2 separate regions of the Sus scrofa genome follow, and region 2 is linked to region 1. A link is a contact called in public promoter capture Hi-C data. All regions are on one chromosome and are shown on one strand. Each heading gives the region's core, a stretch centred on a gene start, on an enhancer-like site or on the middle of the called end of the contact. The rest is flanking DNA. Distances are from core to core; before and after follow the strand shown. Region 1 holds the start of CASP10 (caspase 10). Region 2 has its middle 24 kb from the start of CASP8.

Region 1 (6,791 bases), core at 1,646-4,145:
GCGGTTGGTGAACTTGGACAGGTTTTGATTGGCTCTTGATGTGGGCCAGTTGGACAGGTTTTGATTGGCCCTTGATGTGGGCCAGTTGACTGCAACCAATAGGAAAGAGGCATAAGAAATGTTTATTCTTTCCACTACAATCTACTCACCATCAGCATGCCCTCAGTAACCGCATTCTGATGGGAAGAAGTATAAAATGCCAAATACAAACAAGATGGCATACAGTCGCCACTCTGAAACATGATTCAAGTGTTTCCCTTGAGTGCAAGCAGTACTAGGATCAAAGTTTAAATTTTACTTCAGATGTCTTTATTCTACTTCTGTCTTCATAGCTTAGCTCAGATACCTCCTCCTCCAAGACATCCTGATCTGGATTCATTCCATCCTCCTTGGGGCTCCGGTAGCACTTATGCGGACCCCATTACAGCACCGCACCACCCAATAGTTACAGGGATTAGATTACCTCCTATGGAGTTCTAGGCAATAATAGCCTTGGGATCGAGAACATGGGATTTGAAGTTAGAGAGACCTAGGTTTCAGTCCTGAATTCCCGACTCTTCCTAGGGTTGGGATGATGGCAAGATAATTTTCTTTTCCGAATTTTGATCTCCTCATCTACTGGATATGGATAATAGCACTAACATGAGAGAGTTCAGGAGAGAAAAAGAGGTCAAGAAATGGTATTCATTCTCATTATTATGGAAGGCAGACCCTTGGTTTATTCACTTTTGCTTTCCAGTTGTGTCCAATTCAGCGCTTTATACCTAGGAAGAGCTCGATAAATATTTAATATTACTGAACAAAAAAGTTGAAAAAGCTAATGTAGTTTATGAACAGGGTGAGGGATGATAATTTCATCAAGTTGCCTCCCCAGGTGGTCTGGGGAATGAAACATAAATAATAGAATAAATGAAGAGATGATCGAGATGTAGAGCTTGTCTATCTTATTGTTATCTTTCAAAAAAAAATAGTGGGAAAACATGCATAACATGAATTTCCCATTTTAACCATTTTCATGAGTACACTTCAGTAGCGCTACTAATATACTCACATTGTTGTGCAACCATTGCCACTCAGGCTTGTTTTTCTGAAACACAGACATTTTTAGCTGATGCCTTGGATATGGAAATTACACTTTAATACATTTGTTAATAAAGTATCATTAATCTTTCTCTTTGTTTCACCCATAGAACCGCCTTCGGAGATAAATGTACTTCTTTCCAGAGCTCTGTGCATTTGAATTAGCTGAATTATGGTGTACTGACTTAAAGCCAAACATACTGGTTTAAATCTTGGCTCTCCCACTAGCTCACCACGTGACGGTGTACAAAATATTAAGCATTTTTGTGTCTTAATTTTCATGTTTTAAAAGAGGGGTCATAGTCATACTATTTATTTTATTTTATTGGTAGTTAAGCATTTACTGGGTATCCATTATATACTATACTTCAAACTTTTGAAGTTTACCAAGAAGCAAAACAAACATTTCTAACCCTCAAAGACAACCTCATTGTGGAAGTAATATGAGTGTATAATTCAACTTATGGCAAATTCCAAAGCAACATTCTGACCCACAGAATGAATTTACTTAAATTTAGACAAGTTTGGGAATATTCATTCTACCCTTCCCACAATTACAGAAGAAAAGGCATTTCATATTACATCTTGACAAAAGGAAAGAAAGAAGTGTTGTGGTTTTTTTTTGGTCTTTTTGCCTTTTCTAGGGCTGCTTCTGCTGCATATGGAGGTTCCCAGGCTAGGGGTCTAATCGAAGCTGTAGCCGCCGGCCTACACCACAGCCACAGCAACGCCAGATCTGAGCCGCATCTGCGACCTACACCACAGCTCATGGTAATGCCGGATCCTTAACCCACTGAGCAAGGCCAGGGATTGAACCCGCAACTTCATGGTTCCTAGTCGGATTCGTTAACCACTGAGCCACGACGGGAACTTCCAAGAAATGATTATTTTTAAATAGTATTTATTTTAGAGGGTTGTTGGGATGATTTAAATGAGTCAATATTACCTGGCATATGGTAGTTGGGATACAAGTGTTAGGTGTTGCTTTTATTATATAGTTTATTTATTTATTGGCTTTTTAGGGCCGCACCTGCGGCATATGGAGGTTCCCAGGCTAGGGGTCCAATTGGAGCTACAGCACCGGCCTATCCCGCTGCCACAGCAGCACCAGACCTGAGCCACTTCTGTGACGTACACCATAGCTCATGGCAACGCTGGATCGTTTAACCCACTAATAGAGGCCAGGGATCAAACTTGCCTCCTCATGGACTAGTCAGGCTCGTTACCACTAAGCCACAATGGGAACTTCCATATAGTGTCTTGTTATTCAATGTAAAATCTTTTTCTGCCGGGTTGAATGTGCGAGGAGGGCAGAGCCTTCACCAGTTTCGTCTACTGGTAACTGAGTTCCTTGCAAATACTTCCCAATGGGCTTTTAGGTCTAGTTCCCCTCCTTTTTATTTTTGCCTTATTCTTTTTTTTTTTTTTTTTTTTGCCTTAAATTTGTTTGTTTATTCGCACGTAGACTTATTTGAGAAAGGGTTAAGATGGCTGACTACTGTTTCATGAGCTTTTTGAGTTTCATTTTAAAGGTTAGTTTGGGGAGTTCCCGTCCTGGAAATGCACCTCCGATTCCTCCTGGAATGTGCACTTCCTCCATTTCCTCCTGCAACGTGCATTTCCTCCTGCAACGTGCATTTCCTCCTGGAACGTGCATTTCCTCCGATTCATCTGTTGGTCTTGCATCTGCCTCTAGGAGGCGCCGTTTGTCAGCATTATCCTAACCCCACGAAAGGGGAGGAGGCAAGAAGAGTGATTGAAAGATGATGTCAGCAGGAGCTAAGTATAAGTTACCGAAACTCAGAGACAGTTTCACTTGCCTGGGCTGCACCAAGTTGAGTTCCCTTCCTGAACAAATGGGAGCTTCCTTGGAACGTGGAGGACGCAGAGGATTATAATTGTTTTCAAGGTGTGTTTCCAGGAAATTTCCCTGAGAACTTTAACCTCCAGAAGATCAGTGGAATTTGATCTGAAGGTATGTAATTAATACCTTTTTCTTGCTGGGGTCTTAAACTCCAGGCTTTGCCCTCGCTATGTGTCTCGGAAACTTGGAAAAACTCACGCTTGCCAGCAACGGCACTGTTCTGTCTGGATTTATTAGCCAACCCAGGAAAAAAGAAAGTTTAAAAATCCCCAGGAAGGCTCCAACATAGCCCTTTTCTGGTAGAAATATGCTAGTCTATAAATGGAGACAAAGTCGGGTAGACTCACCAAAGCTAAAGATCAGAATCTTTAGGAAACTGCGAGACAAATGTACCATGTTAGATTAAGATGTCTCGTAGAATAAGATGTCTCCAAGAATCCAGTCATTTGGTTTCTAGTATGACAGAGCTATTAGCAAGGAAGACCCCATGGATGATCACATTAAAAATGACATGGGGGGGGTTCTTTTTCTAACAATTAAAGTAATAGCGAAATAATTGCGTAAAATTTGAGAAAACAGACAGGAGCCCAGAAGAAAATTTATATTATCTGTAATTATACCACCTTCATATAACCACTCTTTGTTATTGATGTTTGGGGGGGGGGTGTTTGTTTTTTGGGTTTTTTTTTTTTTTCCTTTTTTCTTTTTAGGGCCGCACCCACAGCATATGGAGGTTCTCAGGCTCGGGATGGAATCGGAGCTGTAGCTGTCAGCCTACACCACAGCTGAAGCAACACAGGATCTAAGCCGCTTCTGTGACCTACACCATAGCTCACGGCAATGCCAGATCCTTAACCCACTGATCGAGACCAGGGATTGAACCCAAGTCCTCATGGATATGAGTTAGATTCGTTTCCGCTGCACCACAGTGGGAACTCCTGTTTTTTGTCTTTGCTATGTTCTCCTTCCTTTAGAGAGTAATTTCTTATTTCTAAACAGCCTAGTCTTGTACAGAGAACATACACTTCACGTCCTCAAAAAATGAGTAATTACACTGAAATTTTCTTTTTTTTTTTTTTTTTTTTTTTTGCAATTTATCGTTCCTCTGATTAGAATGAAATTTCATGTAGAAAGACCATAAGTTTATGAACCGGTCAGGCGGGTTAGTTTGTGACTTCCTGCCTAGTCTGTTGTCTGAAACCACTCACTCTTTCTAGGGTCTAGGATTCTAGCTTTTCTTTCTGTGAAATCAGTAAAGCCTTGCCCTGTTATGGTGGTAATGTTATCCTGTTGGCCTTGGGTTGGTAGACATTTCTGGAAGTAAACCCCTCCAGATTACTTTGTTTCTCAAACGTAACACTGCTCTTTCTGCAGGTGGGTGGGAATGAATTAAGAGCTCCCTTTCTTGTGACTACTTTCCACTCAGGACATTTTGATTTGGGAGAACTCAGGGTCACTTGAGTTCCAGTAAAAGCTCTCTTTCAGACCACCTACAGGCCAGGGTTGGGGTCACGTTTTCTGGACTAGAGGTTTTTGAAATGACCTCGCAGTGATTTTCATTTTTCAGCACTTCTAGAAAAGTCTAAGGCCTGGAACAGAGGCGACCAGGACGGAGGAAGGGCCTGGGACGTTGGGGTGCCCCGTCTCCTTAGTCTCTAACCCACGGCCCCCACCTGCTGTCTCAGGCCGGCCATGACAGCGCAAGGCCAAAGTCTGAGTTCAGATGATTACTGTCAAATGGACTTTCGAGGGAAGCTTCTGATTATAGATTCGAACCTCGGAGATCAAGATGTGGAGCGCTTGAAGTTTCTCTGCCGAGACCACATCTCCTCCAGGAGCCTGGAGAGGTCCAACTCGGCCGTGGATATTTTTGATCAGCTGATGACAGAGGAGCTGCTGAGTGAAGAAGACACTTTCTTCCTAGCGGAGCTTCTGTACACCATCAAGCAGAATTCCCTGCTAAGGCACCTCCACTACACCAAGGAGCAGGTGGCATGCTTGCTGCCCACCCGCCGGAAGGTCTCCCTGTTCAGGTGATCAACACTGCTGGGCCGCTGGGCTTTTAAAAGGAGGCTGTGGGAGTTCCCATCATGGTGCAGCGGAAACAAATCCGACTAGGAACCATGAGGTTGCGGGTTCGATCCCTGGCCTCTCTCAGTGGGTTAAGGATCCAGCGTCGCCACAGTCACAGATGCGGCTCGGATCTGGTGTTTCTGTGGCTGTGGTGTAGGCTGCCAGCTACAGCTCCAATTTGATCCCTAGCCTGGGAGACCTAACATATGCAGTAGGTATGGCCCTAAAAAAAAAAAAAAAAAAAGGAATTAATTTTTAAGATTTCTTTTTCCTTATCTACTTCCTTGGATGGTGGATTCTAGCTCAGGAGCTAATGAGAAGGGAGGCCAGGAGGTTAGCAAAGCTTTAAAACCCTTTGGGCCTGGGGATGCCTTCCTTTTGTTTTACTTCTCACTGAGGGGGAAGCATCCCCCCTTCCCCCCCACCCCCGTCCCGGCAGGCAGGCCCATCCCTTCCTCTGCGGCAGCCTGCAGGCTCTCAGGCTATCCTTCCTCCTGTGAGTCACTTTTCTATTTGCCTCTCCCCAGCCATCTGAGAAGAGAGCAATGCATACTTGGAGCCAAAGTAGCCAAATAAAAAAGGAGCTGTGTCTGTAGGGTAGGGAGGGACGTCCTTTATGCCCTGTCCAGTTACATTTTGGGGTGAAACCCAGAGAGGTAAAATAGAGACATCAGACCTCAGACAACACTGTTTTAAATTGTCCGCTGACATAGTATCTGCATCAGACAACCTCACAAGGAGGGGCCTTGGAAGTGTTATTTTTTGGGCCTGGAATCCTTCAGGCCTTAATGCTCAAACTGGCTCCTAGAACCTGAGCTACCCCCGGGTCAGGGAGGGAATTCCGGAGATCATTATTTCTACCTTCTGGTTAAACAGCGGTGGAATGGCCTCTGGCATGCAGGGGTGTTGGTATGTGAATGAAAATTTTTTTTTTTTTTTTGTCTCTTTGCCATTTCTTGGGCCGCTCCCATGGCATATGGAGGTTCCCAGGCTAGGGGTTGAATTGGAGCTGCACCCACCGGCCTACACCAGAGCCACAGCAACGCGGGATCCGAGCCGCGTCTGCGACCTACACCACAGCTCACGGCAACGCCAGATCCTTAACCCACTGAGCGAGGCCAGGGATTGAACCTGCGTCTTCATGGTTCCTAGTCGGATTCGTTAACCACTGCGCCACGAAGGGAACTCCATGAATGAAATTTATAGTTTTCCTGGTTGTTGGTTATATGACTCTCTAGGAATTGGGGTAGTTATTTTCTTTTTCAGGAGTGGCGTATATAATCACTGGCTTCGAGTCCTCACTGGGTATAAAGTGAGCCTGGTTCTGGGATGGACGTGGGAGATGAGTGGGCATGACAAAGCCATGGTTTACACTCTCCTGGTGTGACATGAAACAGCCCTGGACTTGGCAGCAGGAGCCCTGCACCTACTTCTCACCGTCATAATTTAATAGGTCATAATTTAATAGGTCACTTTGCACCTCAAAGTTTTCACTGATGAATTTATACAATAAGATAAATAATTGCCTCCTCACAGGGTTGTGATCAGTAAAAAGAGAGATAATTTTTTTTTTTTTTTTTTGTCTTTTTGCCATTTCTTGGGCCGCTCCCATGGCGTATGGAGGTTCCCAGGCTAGGGGTCGAATCGGAGCTATAGCTGCCAGTCTACACCACAGCCACAGCAACGCGGGATCTGAGCCGCGTCTGCAACCTACACCACAGCTCACGGCAACGCCGGATCCTTAACCCACTGAGCAAGGGCAGGGATCGAACCC
Region 2 (6,791 bases), core at 2,632-5,131, 44 kb after region 1:
CCCTGAGGGACAGAGGGCGGGCCAACAGAGGGTAATTTGCATACCAGCCCGGTTCCTGGAGGTGGGAGCCTGGGCTCTGCTTGAGTTATCACCCTGAAATGTCTAGGACAAGCCAGTTTTTTTGTTTTGTTTTGTTTTGTTTTTTAATTTTTATTAGAGTGTAGGTGATTTTCCGATGTTGTGCCAGTTCCTGCCATACAGCATAGTGACCCGGTCCTACACATACAAGCCAGTTTTATCAACAGTTTCATGCTTGTGAGAAATGGACTTGGCCCCGGTTAAAGATTGTGTTTTCACAGGCAGTTCTGTTTTTAGAAGCAACGTGATTCATTCTGCCAGTAATCAGAAGCACAGCTGCCTGTAGAAGAGTTGGGCTGGTCCGACCTCCTCCTCAGGCTCAGGCACCGGCAACTTAGGTCTGTGATCCCTGCAGGTGACAAATCCCTTCAGCCAGACTCCCCCTTTTTTGCTCTTTGTGTATAGCAGGAAATTACAGTTTCTGGGAAAGACGATAAAAGTAATTCAGTGGCAGGAAGAGAACACCGAGCAGGCTCTCAAATCTCAACAACCCCACCTCCCAGGCTCTGATGCCTGACCCCCATGCTGCATAGGCAGAGCAGTATTTCACAGTCCTGTCCAGAGGCAAGCTGTCCGTCTGTGGTACCTGCAATCCACAGTGCCCTGAAGCAAGACCTCAGCCTGGCCTTGAAGCAAGCACCACCTTTTCCTCCCCCCCCCCCTTTTTTGGCTGTACCGAGCCACATGGAAGTTCCTGGGCCAAGGATCCAATCCGAGCCGGAGCTGTGACCTATGCCACAGCTGCAGCAACGCCAGATCCTTAACCCATGGTGCTGGGCTGGGGATGGAACCGAAGCCTCCACAGAGACAAGCTGGATCATTAACCCCCACTGCGCCGCATCGGGAACTTCACCACGTTTTAATTTTGGAAACTTTTTTTTTTTTTTTTGTCTTTTTGTCTTTTTAGGGCCGCACTTGCAGCATATGGAGGTTCCCAGGCTAGGGGTTGAATCACAGCTACAGCTGCCGGTCTACACCACAGCCACAACTACGTGGGATCCAAGTTGCAACCTACACCAAAGCTCATGGCAACACTGGATCCTTAACCCACTGAGCAAGGCCAGGGATCGAACCCACAACCTCATGGTTCCTAGTCGGGTTCATTAACCATTGAGCCATGACGGGAACTCTGGAACCATTTTGAATTTAGCATTCTCAGTTTACCAGTCTTCTACTCTCTCTCTTATTGTTTCTTTTGGTTCCATGTGTAAATGTACTTGTCTCCTTCCTTTCATCATAAACAGCATTGAAAAATTCCTAGTTTCTTTATTTGGAAAATACAATACAAAGAGGTGGTAAACAATTCAAACACTACAAAAGGATACACGGGGAAAAGTAAGTTTCACATTAACTCCTGTCCCACAAGCCCCCCATTCCTTCCATAGGGATAATTATTATTTCCAATGTTTTAAATATTCTTCCAGAGATGTTTTATTCTTATAGAAACATATATGTATCTGTGTCCTTGCCTCATTTACCCCATTCCCAAATGTTAGCAGATTGTTCCACACTTCACATTTCAAAGTTAACATATCTTGGAGGCTGTTCTTTTTTTAATTTTTCCCCTAGGGCCGCTCCAGGCTAGGGGTCTAATCAGAGCTACAGCTGCTGGCCTACGCCACAGCCACAGCAACACTAGATCCAGCTGTGTCTGTGACCTACACCACAGCTCACAGCAACACGAGATCCTTAACCCACTGAGCCAGGCCAGGGATTGAACGCACAACCTCATGGTTCCTAGTCAGATTCGTTGACCACTGAGCTGCCATGGGAATGCCTCTTGGAGGCTATTCTATATCAGAACTTATAGGTCTCCATGGTCCTTCGCAGGACTGACTATTCCATTGCGTGTGTGTGTGTGTGTGTGTGTGTGTGTGTGTGTGTCTGAATCATTTTGCTGTACTCCTGAAATGAACACAACATTGTAAATCAACTGACTTCAATTTGCAAAAAGATAGGCAATGAAGTGTGGGGAGATGAAAAAGTCTGGAGATAGACGGTAGTGATGGTTGCACAACAGTGTTCAGGTACTTACTGCCATCGACCTGTACATTTTAAAATGGTTTAAATGGTAAATTTTATGTCACGTATATTTTACCCCAATAAAAGAGACAGGCAATAAATGAAGAGGAAATATTTGCTCTGTAAGTGACTAAGGATGAAGGTCTCTACGAAAATTTGTGAAATGAAACTCACTTTTAGGAATGAACTGAGGAGAAATTTCTATGAATCAGAAAGAAACAAAAAGCTCAATTGCACGCGATGAAAAGTTGGAATCTTGCCAATCTACGGGATTGGGATAAGAAAGATTTACTAAACAGGAGTTCCCATCGTGGCTCAGTGGTTAACGAATCCGACTAGAAACCATGAGGTTGCGGGTTTGATCCCTGGCCTTGCTCAGTGGGTTAAGGATCCGGCATTGCCGTGAGCTGTGGTGTAGGTCACAGACTCGGCTCGGATCCTGCATTGCTGTGGCTCTGGTGTTGGCCGGTGGCTACAGCTCTGATTCGACCCCTAGCCTGGGAACCTCCATATGCCGCGGGAAGCAGCCCTAGAAAAGCCAAAAAAAAAAGAAAGATTTACTAAACAAAAACGTACTTTTGTTAACCTCACTCTCCATGATCGTAAGTTCTAAGTTAGCTACAGCTAAGTCAATAGTTTTATGTTGCAGTTAAAATTCTATTTACAGATTTGATGTACGAATGAAATATTTTAGCAATATTTTCTTTTTTGTGATTAAAAATGCACGTGCATCATTATCATGAAAAAAATTCGACTGCAAAATGAATAAAGGATGTGAACCAGTATTTCATAGAGGAAATAAAAATGAATATTGAAGTTATGGAACTTTAAAATCTTAGTAATAGCATAAACAAACCAAAACTGCTCAGATTAATACAAGTTAATGAAAAAAAGATTGGAAAGGATGTGGTGAAATGGGCCCTTTTATGGGCTATTGTTGGAAATATAAATTGGTTTAGGAAAAGAAATTTTACCACATCTCTCAAATATTTAATTACACAATTCTATGACAGATGAATTCATTCTTCTAGAATTTTTCCCCAGAAATAATCATGTTCACAAACACATGTTCAGTACCACACAGTGACTGGAACCTACCCCCAAACTACCCAAACTGGAAACTATTCCTTACATAGAGGAGTGGCTAAGTAAACTGCACAAGTATGCACGGGTATAGTGGGCATAAATTACAAGAATTAATTGAGATTATATTACAGACCTGGAATGATGCCCATTCTACTACCTTGAGCAGTTAAAAAAAAAAAAAAAGGCAGGCTATAATATATATATTCAATTAGGGATCAGTCAGAGATGGAAACCGTACCTGTCATTTAATTTGAAAGGGAAAACTTAATACGAATGATTAATTAGCAAAAGAAGGTTAATTACTCAAGGTTAAAGTTCTCCAGGGCTGAGGGAGAATCAGGGAAGGAAGAATCTGGAAGACTCCTCTTGCTCTTAAGGTTGTGACTCAGAACTGGTTGAAGCTGTTGCTGCGACCACTGACAATATAAAGAAGTTCCCTGGAGGTGGGGTGAGCATGGGGGGTGTGTGTGTGTGTGTGTGTGTGTGTGTGTGCGCGCGCGCGCGCGCGCGTGCATAGGGTGTGTGTGTGTGTGTGTGTGTGTGTGTGTGTGTGTGTGTGTAGGGGGGCAGAGCTTGTCTGCGGTTGGCAAGCGGGGCCGATGAACAAGGGGCTGCTCACTGGGTGCTGACACGGTGCTCGAGTGGGCACCACGGTGTCTTCCGTGCCTGGCGGAAGGCAGGGAGAGGTGCCGCCTAAACAAACCAGGAAGAGAATGCTCCGGGCTCTTGCTTGCCTGTCCCTTCAGCGCCCTCTACCTGCAAAATCCAAAATTGTGCCAGTGGGCACAGGAGGTGTTTTCTAGGTTTAGTTACAGTATCACCAAGCAGGACTCAGAACAGTGGATTTGAGCTGGGAGGCAATACCTTGATCGATTCTGGCACAGTATTTGGATCCTGCTTTTGCACTCAAATTGTATATGTAACATAATATGTGCAGAGATGTTATAATATTTGCTTACACTTGTTATATATTTACTCTGTGTGTGCCGGGAGCTGTTGTAAATATTTCGCAAGTATTTGATTGTCGTAGTGATAGGGATAGAGTAGGATGGTTACACAAGTAGTTGTAGAAATTCCTTTAGGGAACCATAGATTGAGAGGGAAACCTAGGGAACTTTGGAGAGACCACTGTAAGTTAATACTCGCTTGAGAAAGCCATCAGAATGTCATGGAATGAAGCAGCCTTGCTTAACGATAAACTCATAGGTAAAAATATGAAATACATCCTTGTAGCTTATTTTATACCCAATAGTTTGTATCTCTTACTCCTCTATCCCTACGTTGCCCACCCCCCTCCCCTCCGCAACAGACCTCAAGAAAAAAAAAAAAAGAAAAAAAAAACTAGCACATTTATAATAAAATGAGAAAACAACAAAGCAAAACAAAACAAAATAAGTGAAAATATGAGCGATGCCTCAGGTCATTAAGTGAAAGATAAAATGAGGCCTGCATTCAAGTTCAGCAGGATAATGATCCTTAGGACCCAAGACAGGAATTTAAGGGAAAGATGATATTCCAGAGTAGGAGACCCTCCTTATATGGAAACCTTAGATGATTCAACATATTTTAGCTTATGTTACCACCCTTCTGTTGATTTGAATAAGCACCGTGGAGGTCCTAGTTTGACCTGATAGGGTCAAATGCTCTCTCCACCAGTACAAAGGAGGAGATAAAGATGTAAGCAGGACATCTACTCCAAGAACGAGGAAGAAGGCAGTCTTTTCCCCTTCCCCACTTTCCTTCCCTGATAGAAATATAGCCACCTAATTCTTGGGCCAGAGTCTCCTCAGCTGCCTGCTGGTATCTCTCACAAACATCCTATCTTAATAAATCTATTTCTTGCCTCTCACGTGGTCTCTGGCTGAGTTCCTTCTGGGCGGGGACACCAAGAACCTGAGCTTTAGTAAGTCCAGACACCAGATGAGTGATTCTAATTGAAAAACACTGTGGGTTCAAGTCCCAATCTGGGTTTTCGCTGGGTTCGAGTCAGAGGTGTTTCGTTTTCGATAGTAACCCTCAACTGCAGGAGGTGTTACAGTCTCTACTCTCTGAATAAGGAAACTAAAGCACCAAGCTGTTAAATAACGTGCCCAAGGGCACACAGCCAGCAAGTGGCAGAGCAAGAGTCACAATGGCTTTACGTGCACTGAAAAAAGACGGAAAGAATAAAGGTATTAACTGTGATGACCTCTCAAGTTGACACCAAAGAGGCCATAGAGAAGTTTCTACTTTTTAATCAATGCTTTAAATAAATAAATACAGTGATAAAACGACTGCTTTTTTTTTTTTTTTTTTGTATCTGTGGATGGGATTTTTTTTTTTTTTTTTTTGTCTTTTTTGTTGTTGTTGTTGTTGCTATTTCTTGGGCCGCTCCCGAGGCATATGGAGGTTCCCAGGCTAGGGGTTGAATCAGAGCTGTAGCCACCGGCCACACCACAGCCACAGCAATGCAGGATCCGAGCCGCGTCTGCAACCTACACCACAGCTCACGGCAACGCCGGATCGTTAACCCACTGAGCAAGGGCAGGGATCAAACCCGCAACCTCATGGTTCCTAGTCGGATTCGTTAACCACTGCGCCACGACGGGAACTCCGGATTTTTTTTTTTTTTTTTGAGGGGAGGTGTTTTATTTTTCAAAGAAGTAAAACTAATAAGGAACAACTCCCCATGCCAAGCAGTAAGAAACAAGTGACCCAGGAGATGGGCAGGCATTGCCAGGAGCAGGAGCAGGAGAGGGTTTCTGGAGGGAGTGGCCTGATCGAAGGTTAGGAACAGGTTGAGTCACATGCAGCGAGCCCTGGTTTCTGGTTCACCTCACGTCTGGTCTGATCTGTGGCCAGGCTTCCTGCCTGCCCTCCCCACCCCAGCAGCTTGCAGAGAAGGTGGCTAATGGCTGCTTTCGGGAATTAGCATTTATGGGACACTCATAGATACTCTATGTAAGCACCACCTGTGTTGATTTACTCGTTCCCCAGAGCAACCTTATCAGGTAGTCATTGTTTTTGCTTTTTAGGGCCACACATGCAGCACATGGAAGTTCTCAGGCTAGGGGTTAAATCGCAACTACAGCTGTGAGCCTACACCACAACCACAGCAATGCAAGATCTAAGCCACATCGGTGACCCACACCACAGCTTGCGGCAATGCTGGATCCTTAACCCACTGAGCAGCGCCAGGGATCAAACCCACATCCTCACAGATACTAGTCGAGTTCATTCCTGCTGAGCCACAGTGGGCACTCACAGGTAGTCATTTTTATCTCTCTTTCCCACAGGAGAAGACTGAGGGTCGGGGAAGCAAAGGAAGTTATCCAGATCCTCAGCGAGAGGCAGAGCTGAATGCAGAGCTGTCTGATCCCAAGTCCAGGCTCCCAGCTGCCTGCTTCTGGAAGGCTGACCCTTGTGTCTGATCAGCAACTTTAGATCCTTCCCCAGAGACTGAGGGCTATAGGTCAAGGTGTTAGTAAAGGGAGAGCCAGGCTAGAGGTGCTGACATTGGTGTTCAAGGGCCCTAGTCTCAGATTTCCCATCGTGGCGCAGTGGAACTGAATCCAACTAGGAGTCATGAGGTTTTGGGTTCTATCCCTAGCCTCACTTAGTGGGCT

The links. Promoter capture Hi-C pulls out the DNA fragments that hold promoters and counts their contacts.
Region 2: a promoter capture Hi-C map of liver shows a contact between it and region 1, with 8 times the contacts expected there. The contact joins the enhancer-like site here to the promoter of CASP10 in region 1. A contact is called at or near these places in 2 of 5 promoter capture datasets (fetal liver and liver), 15 of 47 Hi-C or Micro-C datasets (alveolar macrophages, embryonic fibroblasts, epiblast stem cells and 6 more) and 2 of 2 datasets of contacts at active chromatin or transcription factors (alveolar macrophages and skeletal muscle).

Annotation. Positions count from the first base shown.
Region 1 is chr15:104,855,206-104,861,996 of Sscrofa11.1, forward strand. It overlaps CASP10 (caspase 10), which reads left to right and starts at 2,896. Exons shown (of 12, transcript NM_001161640.1): 1 at 2,896-3,055; 2 at 4,512-4,977. The coding sequence starts at 4,637.
Region 2 is chr15:104,898,555-104,905,345 of Sscrofa11.1, forward strand. No RefSeq gene overlaps it. Among named protein-coding and RNA genes, the nearest start is that of CASP8, 24 kb to the right of the region's middle. Within about 2 kb of position 3,882, at least 47 of the 83 cell types and tissues checked have an H3K27ac peak or open chromatin away from gene starts, as enhancers often do. A contact at or near this core is called in alveolar macrophages, fetal liver, liver and 3 more, where this site is marked.